2 separate regions of the Sus scrofa genome follow, and region 1 is linked to region 2. The links are chromatin contacts, called in public Hi-C maps. All regions are on one chromosome and are shown on one strand. The core of a region is the stretch at or near the end of the contact, and the rest is flanking DNA. Distances in the headings are between cores, read along the strand shown. Region 1 overlaps GRIP1 (glutamate receptor-interacting protein 1). Region 2 holds the start of IRAK3 (interleukin-1 receptor-associated kinase 3).

Region 1 (6,779 bases), core at 2,460-4,959, 210 kb before region 2:
CAGAAACAGGCTCCACCCCCGAGCCCTTCCTTCAGGAAGGAGTCTTTCCCTAGTTATCCCTTGATTTGGTGCCTGGGGGTTTTTATATCCCAGGGCCAAGATCCTTCAAACATTTGAGATGGACAAGAAATACGTCTTCCATTTGTAAAGGCGCAGAAAAACAAATCTCAGGCCCCCAGAATTTTCTCAGCGGGGCTGATTTGGGGAAGATGTTAAGTGTGGAACTTGAGAAGCTAAAGATTGATTTTCCTGAAATTAGGTCTGGAACCTTCAGGAAATTTTGCAGATACCCCTAGGTACTTGAATGCAAATAATGAATGGTACCCTCCTGCAAAGACCATTATGAAGAATAAATAAGGTGATACAAATTAAGCACTTAATGAAGTTCTGGGTGCATAGTCAATTGCAGTTATTGCTGTTGCTGTAGTTGTTTGACCCCTTTGCTCCCTAGCAGTGTAATTTCTCAGTGGCTGAAGTGATCCTCAGGCCCATCTCGGCTGTCTGTGGGCCCCAGCCAGCTTAGCCATGCACGGTCCACACCCATGCAACCAGCACCCTTGGCCACTCCTTGGGCCTGGAACACACATCTGGTGGCAGGTTCCACTCTCAGAAGGACAGACCTGGGAAGTTGCCATTGTGGCTCAGTGAGTTAAGAACCAGACATAGCATCCGTGAGGATACAGGTTGGATCCCTGGCCTCATTCAGTGGTTAAGGATCCGGGGTTGCCACAAGCTGGAGTATAGGTTGCAGAAGCAGCTTGGACCAGTGTTGCCATGGCTGCAGTGTGGCCTGGCAGCTGCAGCACCCATTTGACCCCTAGCATGGGAATTTTTGTATAGCATGAGTGCAGCCATAAAAAGAAAAAAGGACAGACTTGGATTAGAAGCCCTCGCACACTCTGGAGGTGGACTCAGGGTGTCTGGGCAGGAAAGTCAGGGTTTTGATTTTCTAGAGCTTGCTCTAGGAAGGGGTGGATACAGGTCTGGATACATCCCCAGCTGAGCAGATTTCTCAACTGAACAGAGGATACGAGAGCCATATAAGCACAGGCCCAGCGCTGGGCTTTCCTGCTTAAGTCTAAGGGTCTTACCTTAGGGCTGTTAGAATCAGTTGGGATAATAGGTGTGCATGTGTCTTTCATAAGACTTAATTATGATCCCGAATTCAGTAAAAGTCAGCCTCCTCAAACAAACTAATGGAAACCTCAAGAAAAAGACTAGTTACGAAAATGGAATCTAATACCTTGTTTTTGTTTCAGGCACTGGCTTTCAGGCCTCAGGTTACAACTTCAATACCTATGACTGGAGGAGCCCCAAACAGAGGGGCAGTTTGTCCCCGGTCACCAAGCCGCGAAGCCAGACTTACCCAGATGTGGGGCTGAGTAATGAAGACTGGGACCGATCCACAGTCAGTGGGTAAGGTTTTTACCAGCTGCTGCCCTATCCCACCTGCTTCTGCGTCCTTTGAGCCAGATGTGAACTTCTCTGCTTCCAGCAGTCCCTGCCGGTAGCATTGGGAGCCCCGCATGAAGCCGCTTTAACTATCCATCCCAGCCCAGTGGCGGGGTTCTAGGACTCAGGCCTGCCCGGCCAGAGCCAACACCCACACAGCAGGGCAAGAGCTCAGCTTCCCCTAAAGAAAGCAACAGTAGGGAATTCCTGTTGTGGCTCAGTGGGTTAAGAACCTGGCTAGTATCCAGGAGGGCATGGGTTCAATCCCTGGCCTCACTCAGTGGGTTAAGGATCAGATGTTGCCACAAGCTGAGGTGTAGGTCCCAGCTGCAGCTCAGATCCCATGTTGCTGTGGCAGCTGCGGTTCTGATTCGACTCCTGGCCTGGGAACTTCCATATGCTGCAGGTGTAGCTGTGTAAAGAAAAAAAAGATAAAAGAAAGAAAACCACAGTTGCACATGGGGAAAATCGTCTGTAAACTGTGTCCTCACTCTATGATTAATTTCCTCTTCTTTCGTTTAAAGGTAGTTTCACATTAACTTACATTTAAAAAAAATTTTTTTTTTTTTTGAGTTGTTGTGCCTCAGCGGTAATGAGCCCGACTGGTATTCATGAGGATTCGGGTTCGATCCCTGACCTCACTCAGTGGGTTAAAGATCTGGCATTGCTGTGAGCTGTGGTGTAGGTCACAGACGCGGCTCAGATCTGGCGTTGCTGTGGCGTAGGCTGGTGACTGCAGCTCCAATTCAACCCCTAGCCTGGAAACTTCCATATGCTGTGGGTGCAGCCCTAAAAAGACAAAAAAAAATTTTTTTTAATTGGGAGTCCCATGTTTTTAACTGAGAGGTCTATTTTAGCAGTTTGCTCCTTACTGAAGTATTTTAAGACCATAAAAAGTGATAGCTGAAACTGACAGCACTAATAGCCTAAGCCTAGCTAGAACCCAGGTTGGGACTTGAACCTGCAGTTTTAAATTAGAATCAGTCACCCGGTGTCTGGACTCACTGAGGTTCAGGTTCTCCATGCCTCCGCACAGGAGGAATTCAGCAAGAGACAAAGTGATAGACAAGAAATAGATTTATTAGGATAGGACACTCTCGAGAGATGCAAGCGGGCAGGCAAGGAGGCTCTGCCCCCAGGATCCGGTGGGCTACAGTTTCATCATCCCAGGGGAGTTGGGAACTGAAAAGACTGCCTCTTCCTCTTTCTTCAAGTAGGAGCCCCTCCTTAGTATCCGGTAAGGAGTGTATTCAAATCAGCAGAAGGGTGGTCCTCAAACTCTGAATCTGAATGCAGGCTCACCCCATCCCCTACCCAATGACTTGAGGCTTATCTCAAGTCTCCACTAGTGACACAAGCCTACCTTGTTCTCGTGGTCGTCTCGAGATGTTATTAGCTTACAGTGATCTCCCAAAGTCCCCTAGGTTTCCCTCTCACTCTGTGGTCCCTTATTGGGTCTTCTACAACTGCCTGTGCCTACTCCATCCCTATCCATAGCACTTAACTGATCTATAATGATGTTTAGAAGGAGCGGGGAAAACATATTTTTCTCTCTCAAAGAAGAGGGCTGTTTCTCTTTTCCCTGTAGATAGAGCAGCTGAAAGAGTCCCATTCAGCAGTAGCCGTGACTTCTCTGAAATTCCATGAGAAAGACAATGGTCCTTGCAGACACTGCATGGTCTTTGCAACACTGAGTTCCCTAAAGCTTCCTTCCACTGGAACTGGCCTGTCTTGGAAGCCACAGGTGGAGCAGAGCCAGCTCCAAAATGAATCTCTATTGTGTGTGTGTGAGATGAGAGAGATTCTGGATATGGGGGAAAAAATATGTCTGGCAAGTTCTTAACGCAGCCTGTGCTCTTTGACAGCAGTTTTGCAGGGGCTCCCGACAGCACAGAGGCCGAGCAAGAGGAGAACTTCTGGTCCCAAGCGCTGGAGGATTTGGAAACCTGTGGACAGTCAGGAATCCTGAGAGAACTCGAGGTAGCCTCAGTCCTGCTACTTAACTTTTCTTGTTTCTACATTCATTTTTGTTTCGTTTTCTTTTGGTCCTTTTGAGTTTGCATTGATCACACCAGTTCATTTAAAAGCTTTAACCCCTTTCCACAGGAGAAAGCTGACAGGCGTGTGTCTTTGAGAAACATGACTCTCTTGGTAGCTACCCTTTCTGTTTATCTTTTTGCTTGTGCAGCTGCCTTCCCTGCCCCCTTGCCTTCCAGACAGTGATTTGATTTGACCCAATGCAGTTGAAAGTATTGATTTCCCCATTTCCACCCCACCCCAAGCTGACTGACCTGTGGCTTCTGCCATTGCTCCCTGCTAACCCTGACTGTACCTGTTTGCCACGGGATCGCTAGGGGCCAGCTAAGTTTCCCAGCAGTGGTGTCTCTCATTCTCTTATTTGCTTTCGAAAGGTTTCTTTGGCATGTTTTCTTTTGTACCTGGTAGAGACGTTAATTTGATCGTGAAGAGGAACATAAGAGGAAATTTTTCTTTCATGTCATTGTGCCCTAAAAGTAGACGACAATGCAGCTGGTAAAAAAAAAAAAAAAAAAAAAAAAGAAAAAAAAATTTAAATTTAAAAAATAAAGGCCAGTCTGATAAGCAGTCAAAATATTCCACAGTACATTGATGTTAATTGCAAATCCTGATTCTGTGTTAACTTGATGTGAATTCAAGGAGCTGCAGAGAGATGGAGTATAATAGCTGAACTCCTGGTGAGTTCTTTAATCAAACCCATAAATTTGCTGACGGTAGTCACGCTTTGGTCTGGGAAGTCCCGGACTGTTTCCTTTTATGTTCTTTTAAATTTTCTGAGCTGTTTAAAAAAAAAAAAAAAAAAAGTGGCAAAAGTCTCATTTTTATTTTGATGTCGTATGAGGTCCCCAAGTCACCATAAGGAATGTGAATGGCCTAACTGGGTGGACTCTTGCAATTCTAAAAATGATGACTCATCTTGATATTATTTTGCTTCTCAATTGCATGTGTGGATATTTTATGTGAGTCTAATGTTTGTGAATCTGCAAAGAGAATTATAAAGAAAACTATTAGTTTGAATTTGTAAACATCATGGTATTACCTGGCATGAACTTCAGCTTCAGAGCACAGTTAAAGGACCTGGAGATGGATAATCCTTTAAAATATAAATGACTCAAGATGTTAGCAGTTTGATTTCTTTTCCTGCGACTTTCAAAAAAAGTAGAATGCTTAAGTATCAGCTGGCTTATTTAAACTTTTACTGCTTCCTGTATGGAGAATGCTCTGCAGAAGAGGCCCAAACTGAAGAAGGATATCAATTTCCAATTTTTGAACCTATTTCTGCTTTTAAAAGCGTGTTTTGGCTCATATGTCTTTTTCACTTGGCATTTTGAAATACTTCTCTTTTGAAGAAGCAGTTATTCTTCTCATAGTTTCTTTTCCATTAGGTAAGATGAAGATCATGTGAAAATTAATACACTGAGATTGTTTTCACCCAGAGATTGAGTTACCTAATGAAAATGATATCCATCAGCACAGAAGTTATGTTGCAGCAGCCAATAGATTTTCTCTAGCATCACTTCAGGCAGGTGTGGCCCTTGAAATTATACATCCAGAAAAAAGTTGCTTGAACTTATAAGCCAAAGAGAAATTAAAGTTTTCAACTAGGAAGAATGATCGACACATCCTTAGAATCTTATTCACACTTTGGGAACAAAGTCCATTCATTCATTTGTTTCAATGAACTTTGATCCCTTAATTGTAAATGCTACTCTGCAAAAAATATTATTGCAGCTAGGTTCCTGCATATGAAATTTATATCCAGTATAAAAGTTAAAGCATACTGTAACTATAACAAATATAGAAGACGAGCTAAGATGGAAAGTGATTAAAATTGAAATAAAATGATAATTATACTAATCATTTTCCCCATTGCTAGCAATAATTTAGGTTCAATTTTAGCACTGAAAAACTCAGACTATGACTTTGGACAAGTTACTTAATCTCTCTTATCAGCTATTTCTTCTTTAAAATATGGGGATTATAATGACTAATTCTTATATGGCGCTTAACACAGAACACGGCACTTAATCAATGTTCAATAGGAATTCTTTTTTCTGCTTTTTTGAGTAATGAATACATACTGTCTTAACTATTTTTTGCTTAGTATAACACGGAAGAAGATTTAACTAAATGTCATGTAGAAAACTCTTAAACATACTCCTTCTAGGAGTTCCCGTCGTGGCGCAGTGGTTAACGAATCCGACTAGGAACCATGAGGTTGCGGGTTTGGTCCCTGCCCTTGCTCAGTGGGTTAAGGATCCGGCGTTGCCGTGAGCTGTGGTGTAGGTTGCAGATGTGGCTCGGATCATGCGCTGCTGTGGCTCTGGCATAGGCCGGTGGCTACAGCTCCGATTCGACCCCTAGCCTGGGAACCTCCATATGCCGTGGGAGTGGCCCAAGAAATAGCAAAAAGACAAAAAAACAAAACAAAACAAAACATACTCCTTCTAAGTTGTATGCATACCAGTTATCTCACTGATAATTTTCAAAAAGTATAGTTATGAGTTGCACAAAATGAAAACAGGTGATGCATACTCTGGAAGCAAAAATAAATCCTAGAAAACATCAAATAGTTTTTTAAACTTTTTTAAAAAGTTTAAAACCTGAAACCTCATGGTTCCTGGTCGGATTCGTTAACCACTGCGCCACAACAGGAACTCCTAAACTTTTTTATTTTAGTTTTTCTGTTTGTGTTTTAATGTCAGTATTCCTTCAGAGATGTCACTCATTCTGTTTACTTTAAACAAAGCAATCAATCCATCCTTTGAAAACTTGATCTGGAAACCTACTGATAAGATGTCCTTGCTTCCATCAGAACTCTTTCCAGATCAGCTTATATAACTCCTGTTGTGACTAAGGATTATCAAAGCAGAACTGTTGTCTCTCAGCTGTAGCAGTTCTTCTACTTCCAACGTGTTTCCTGCTAATCCCATGAAAAATGAGTATAAATTTGTTAACAAAGCCAATAACTAGTCCAAATAGGTAAAAAAAAGTGGATGGTCATCAGGGAGAGAAAACACTCATCAGATACTGTTGGCTAGAGTAGATTAAACAAAGAAATGATATATGTGAGTTAAGTACCATAAGGTAAAAGGATGCCCCATGTTACCACGAAGCTAGTAATAGAAAAGTTTCAGTTTAAAAGGGATTTATCTGAAATAAACCATAATATGAATAATCCACACTGGACAAATAAGGTGGGTTTTTTTTTTTCCATTTACTAAAAGGTCAGTTTTATATGTTACAGCCTCATATTTGACTGAGAATCAGTACAGCCTGGAAGTCGAACA
Region 2 (6,597 bases), core at 1,346-3,845:
AGGGCGAGCGAGGCGAGGGCAGGTTCACTACCCGGCCCCCTGGAGGCCGCGCCATCCCGGACAGCGCCCAGCCCGCCAAGCCCCACGGCCAGCACGTCGGCCCGAGAGTGCGAGGCGCCGCCCGGCCGTCCCCGCCCCCACACCGGCCGCTCCCCGTCGCCCTCCGCAACCCCCGCAGCCTCGGTCCGGGCCGCACTCACCAAGACCGCGCCACCCGAGCGCGCCGTCGCAGCTGTCCAGGACCGCGCAGAACTCGCCCAGGAGCGTGGGCGGCATGTCGAACAGCAGCGTGTGCGCCGAGAGCGCGCCGCGGGCCCCGCCGCTCCCCGCCGCCGTCCAGGCCATGGCTGCGCCGCTGGAGACCAGGGGCCAGGCCGGGGAGGGATGGGGAGCGCTAGCCTCTCCGCGGCCGCGCGTTGCCGTTACACAACCGCGGAAATCCTGCTTCCACGACGGCGGCCAAGACAGCCGCACACGCCTAGCCCCGGCCGCGCGGGGGGCGGGCCCCCCGTGACGCACAGCGTCGCTCCCGGGAGAGCCCCCGCGGACGCCGGCTCGGCGGCGGTTTCGCCCGGTCGCGGCTTCTGCCTTCTCGCGGGCTTTCAGTTTTCGACAGTCCTTTCGCTCCTGCGGCTTTGGGACGTGACCAGACGAGGCCAAGCGAAGAGTGAGAGCTGGAGAAAAACCAGAAGCGCAGAACTGATGAAGAGTCCGCCACCCTCTCGGCCTGGCCTGGATGGATATGAGATGACCTGTCATGACGTCTTTTTAAAAAACGTATTTCGTTTTACCCTGTTCCTTGAGGAACATTTGGAAAACCCAGAAAAACTGAAAGAGGAAAATAATGACTTACAGCCTCATTCAGCTGAAGGCAACTGCTCTAAACGTTTGGCACCTTTCCCTCCCAACTTTCACCGAAGTTAAACAGATAAATGTGCATGTCTTAATGATTATTGGAAGAGATGGACCTGGATACCAACAACGGAAAAACAGAAGAGAGAATAAAGTGGAATAAAATTGTGGACGTTTTCTTCACGAGGCTGTCCCTTCTCCATGCTGCTGTTTGGTTTTACCACCTTCTTTTCTCCCCGGGCTTTCCTGATGAAACATTTTTCAACCATCTTTTCCTTCCTCAAAGTGCTTCACAGGATCTTCCTCTTGCTTTAAACAGGGAGTTTAAGTAAAATTGGCTATTGTTTTGAAATCTTCCACTGTTTATGCTGTAATATCCCACCGCAGACATGATGCAAATACTACTGACAAAAAGAGGAGATGCTCAGTGGTGAAAAGAATCCCAACCTAAAGGAATGAAAAGTGGGATGATGGCTATCAGCTGAAAAATAGCCACACCTATTGGCCACCTTGCAGATTTCGGACTCTTGGGAGGATGGCGCGCCCTAGAGGTCAACAGTGATGATGCACCATCATTTCCTACCTGCTCAAATTTCCTAGTCGTTCTCACCCAAAGTATTCCACAAAGTATACTTGGAAATTGGTAAAGCTAATATCGTTTGGGCGAGAATTTCTATATCCCTTTTTTCAGTGCTCAAATTCCTTTCCATCTCTACACGCTTAGGAAGCCCTATACCCCTCAAAGGGACTACCTTATACTGCTTTGTACAAGCTGAGCAACACAGAGGCAATTAAGTACTTGAATTGCTGGAACAGGGGAGCCAAACTCAAATACGCAAAGGAGCTAGGAAATCACTGTGGCTGAGTGAATCCGTCAGCAAGACCTGCTTTTCCAGATCTTCTGATTTACAGAGAAGCAAGAATTTTATGTGAAAGCCTGATTATGTGAAATCTCTATAGACTGCATATTCTTGTGTTTTCATTGTTGTCAGTTAGTAGCAGATCATGCTCCCTCCCTGAAACTGCCTTTGACTTTTCAATTTTATATCATCAGGTTGTATCACTCATCACTCTTCACTGTTGCGGTCATCCACTGCTCTCCCCCTCCTCAATTCTGCCTCCTCATTTTTAGACCATATAGCTCCTGCTTACTGTAATTCTTTCAAGTGCAAACGCTGTCTTAATCCTTGGTGACTTAAAATACATGTAGATAAATGATGATCTTTCTAATACAAGGAACTATTTAAGTTCCTTGATTTGTCTTGTTCAGTGGTTTTGTCCTCCGTCCTTTTTCAGCCACTCACTCGTCCACTAGAACTTGTCATTGGCAATAACTGCACCCCACGTGTGAATTCTATTTCATCAATCTGCTCTCTGATCACATCTATCCTATCCTTCTAGTGCATTCCCTCTAGTACTCTAACCCCCCAAACCCCTACCCCCCCACCAGGATTCCAAATCCAAAATCTTGCCAACTTTTCTCTGGCCCCACCCTCTGGACATTTTCACTTTTCTCTTTATCCATCAAGTCTATACTCAATTATTTTAATCCCTCCCTTGCATATGCTCTCTATTCTCTTGCTCCCCCTCACTTTGTTGAACTCTTGGCAAATCTATCATCCTGATAAAATCCAGTTTTTGGCTCTACACACACACCTGATTATAGCTGGGAGGGAGTGGGGAGGAAAAAAAATCTTTTAATTGGACTCAATTTAAAATCAAGAGTTCCCGTCGTGGCGCAGCAGAAACGAATCTGGCTAGGAACCATGAGGTTGCGGGTTCCATCCCTGGCCTTACTCAGTGGGTTAAGGATCTGGCGTTGCCGTGAGCTGTGGTGTAGGTTGCAGACGTGGCTCGGATCCTACGTTGCTGTGGCTGTGGTGTAGGCCGGCGGCTACAGCTCCAATTTGACTCCTAGCCTGGGAACCTCCATGTGCCGTGGGTGCAGCCCTGAAAAGACAAAAAGAAAATTAAATAAATAAATAAAATCAAAGCCATGTTTCTCAAGTGGGTCCTTTATGCTGCCAGGCAGTAACACCAGTGCTGTTAGTTCATTTATTCTGCTGATCTCCTTGATAAGTCGTTTATGCCCAATTTCTTCTCCTTGATCTCTTAAACTTCTCCCTCATGCTTAGGCTTGGCTGATGATCTTAAGAGTACTGATGCATCAGGAAAAACTTTTGCAGAATCTTACCACATCAACCTACCTACTATCATCTGTGTCAACATACACTCTCATCCTCCCCCTCCCTTTTCTGTGGATCAATTATCAAGGTTCCCAAATCTCATCCCTTTACTTGGGCACTAGATCCCATCTTCTCTCATGCTCTGCAAAGTCATCAGTTCTCTTTTCTGGATCCATTCCATCAGCATGAAAAGATGCTGTTATTTTTTCCTTCTTAAAACAAACCAAAAAAAATTTTGATGCCATTTTCCTCTTTGATGCCACAATCATCCCATTTCTTTTCTCCTATTTATAGTAAAGGGTTGACTATTCTGTCTCTAATTTTTCTCCTTTTATCTTCTCTTAAGCCCACTGTAACTAAAGCCATCTGTCCCTCACTCCATTGAAACTACTCTCTTCAGGGTCACCTATCTCCACATCATTACTAAAGATAGTCAAGTAAGTCCCCATCTTATTTGACCTACCAGTACTTTTTTGTCACAGTTGATCACCTCTTCCTTCTTGGACACTTTTTTCATTTGTCTTCCACATTCTCTTACATTTTTTCTTGCTGCATTTGTTATTCTTCAGCTTCCCTTCATTGGGTCCTCCAATTCTCCCTGAACACTTTTAAAACATTTTTTATTCAAGTATAGTTGATTTATAATGTTGGGCGCTCTCCCATAACTCAGTGTTGGCATGCCCCAGTGCTCAGTTCATAGTTCTCTCTTTTGACACCCACTCCCTTGGTGATCTAAGCCAGTTTTGAGACTTTAAATAGCAACTATCTTCCCAGGACTGCCATATACCCATGTTTAGCCCAGACCTCTCTCTTGAGCTTCAGACTCAGGTCCACGATCAAACCCTTGATCATGCCTCCTGGACCTGCCCTTTGACATTCTTCCTCATCTACTCTATCCTTCCAGTTGCTTGAAGCAAAAACTATAGAGAGAAGAGACATCCTTGACTCCTCCACTTCTTCACAGCTTATGTCCAATCCACCAGCAAATCCTGGTGACTCTCTTCAAAATACATTTAGAATCTGATGATGCTTTTCTCCACCTCCACAACTGCCACTCTGGTTTGAGCCATCACCGGTCTTGTCCAGGTTACTGTCCTTGTCTCCTAACTAAAAGCTTTCACTATCGCCTCCTACAGGCTTTAATCAACCTTGCAGCCAGATTGAGCCTTTCAAATCACATCTGATGATGGCTCTCTGTTCAGAAACCAACAATGCTTCTAATATCACTCAGAAGAAAGATCAAACTCTTCATATGATCTGCATTCTCTTTCCCACTCCCCCTCCACTCTGTTACCCTCTGATGGTGTTTCCTTGTTCATTCTGCGTAGCGACAATGACTCCTTGCTGATCCTGGAACACACCAGGCAGAATCCCACATTAGATCAATTGTCCTTGCTACTCTCTTGCCTGGAATTCTCTTACCATGTGACTGTTGTCTACCCTGACTTCCATATTTAAAATTTATATGGTCCATGTACTCATATTCAGGCTGGCATGCAACTGGAATTGGCAATAAGTGACTGGAATTGGCAATGATCCTAAGAATACTGATTTTATAATATAATAATTTATGGCTCTGGAGACCAAATCTCATTCAGATTTCTCTCCCTCTCTTTCTCTCTTGATCTGAATAAGAACAGGCAGCAGCTTTGGCCATCTCTGGAACCATTTTGCAACCACACAGAGATGACTATTAGAACGAAGTGAGTCCTGGGGATGGTCTAATGAGAGAAAAAAAACAGACCCTTGATAAGATCATTAGCCAACTCATTTGTTCTATGCCTAGAGAATATCCTGCCTGTGGATTTGTAATTATATGACATAAGTTCTCCTATTAAGTCAGTTTTTAAACCAGGGGTGTTGTCATTTGCAGCTAAATGCATTCTAACTGATTCGCTGAAGAGACATTTGGTAATACTCCCTAATTTGTCGAGGGCCTATAAAACCTATGGGAAGGAAACGAGCTTCCTCCATCCAAAACTGGAGTTCAAGTGTATATATACAGCGCTATCTGTGGAATGTGAGACGGGCATGGAAACTGGATTGTGGAGAGAGACAGCAGGGCCCCTGAGAGAAAGTAAATGTTAGTAGAGAATGATTCTGCCAGGATGGGTGGAAGCAGTGTGAACTTCTAGCTGTGCATGAGAGTACCCTAGAATCCACCCAGCCCCAGACCCTGCACCGCACCCTACCCACTGCCAGCATACCTGCTTTCTGCTGAAGAGAGGGCTGTTGTGGAACCTCAGAATCCTTCACCATGTGACCCAGCCCTTTGCCATGGGATACTCCCCAACTCCACCCTCCCCCTCACCAAATTGTGGACACCAGAAGAAGGACGTTTTTCTATCCCAGCTGGAGGTAAGAGACTAATGTACTGCAAAGACGAACAGAGACACTGAGGAAAACTGAAGGCCAGGGTGACAATGACATTGTCAGTGGCCACGCCCCAGCTAAGCACAGGCATCAAAGCCTCCAAAACCTGGAGTTCCTGTCATGGCTCAGGGGGTTAAGAACCCAACAGCTAGTATCCATGAGGATGTGGTTCCAATCCCTGGCCCTGCTCTGTGGGTTAAGGACCTGGCATTGCCATGAGCTGTGGTGTAGGTCGAAGATGTGACTCGGATCCCATGTTGCTATCTATGGTTGTGGCGTAGGCAGCTGCAGCTCCAGTTCCACCTTGTGTGTGGCTGTTGGCACACTGGGCCATCTTGGGCCTGTTCAGTTCAACCAGTGACCCTCCTGGGAACTGTGCTGAGCAGTAAATCTCTTCTTTGTCATCAATGGCTTTGTAGTTAATAGAAATTGTTTAGTGATCATTAGGTCTACGTGGCCTCTATACTCTTTCAGTCCCTGAACAATGAAGAAGACTGTTGCTGATGTATTCTCTGGGCCCACAAGACTAGATACTCATCATAAATCTTGATTTAGGAGGGCACGTCCTGTTTCTAAGCACTTAAGCTAATTATAACATTGCCCCAGTGGCCCCTCAGCTTTGTGGAATGCAGTTTTGAATGATTCCAGATTCTTGTCCAACTGATCCCACTCTGTGAGTAAGTTACCCTGTAATCTATTGATCCATCCCTTGTATGGGGATTCCTGACTCATTTTTCAGTCCCAAGATGCCTTCTTAGTTCAGTGGGTCCTTTTCATCCCCTCCGTTCTCCAACACACCCTGTGACCTCATTTAACCTTAATTACTTCCTTAGAAGCCCCTTCTCCAAATTCAGCAGTACTGGGGGTTACGACTTCAACACATGAATTGGTGTGGAGGGGATGACACAAACCAGTTCACGACAAACCCTCTGCACATAAGTTCCAGAAATTATGTCCCATCATCAGGTTTCAGGGTACATATCTTAACAGTACTTGGTAATCAGTTATCCACATCTTCCAGTCTTTCATAGTGGTCATAGTTCTTCTTGTTCTTGTACTGAATTTATTTCATTGTTCTGAACTTTTAAAATAAAAGTAAAAGCTTGGATTTTTTTTTTTTTCTTTTTAGGGCCACACCCGCGGCATATGGAGGTTCCCAGACTACACCAGCCTACACCAGAGCCAT

Evidence for each region. A called contact is a pair of places that touch in the nucleus more often than the background predicts.
Region 1: a Hi-C map of liver shows a contact between it and region 2, with 2.3 times the contacts expected there. The contact joins the enhancer-like site here to the promoter of IRAK3 in region 2. A contact is called at or near these places in 1 of 5 promoter capture datasets (liver) and 3 of 47 Hi-C or Micro-C datasets (alveolar macrophages, heart right ventricle and liver).

Annotation. Positions count from the first base shown.
Region 1 is chr5:30,726,676-30,733,454 of Sscrofa11.1, reverse strand. GRIP1 (glutamate receptor-interacting protein 1) reads left to right here. Exons shown (of 23, transcript XM_021092918.1): 19 at 1,260-1,416; 20 at 3,321-3,432. Among named protein-coding and RNA genes, the nearest start is that of HELB, 85 kb to the right of the region's middle. Within about 2 kb of position 3,709, at least 3 of the 83 cell types and tissues checked have an H3K27ac peak or open chromatin away from gene starts, as enhancers often do. A contact at or near this core is called in liver, where this site is marked.
Region 2 is chr5:30,520,702-30,527,298 of Sscrofa11.1, reverse strand. It overlaps IRAK3 (interleukin-1 receptor-associated kinase 3), which reads right to left and starts at 2,595. Exons shown (of 13, transcript XM_021091960.1): 1 at 201-2,595. The coding sequence starts at 759.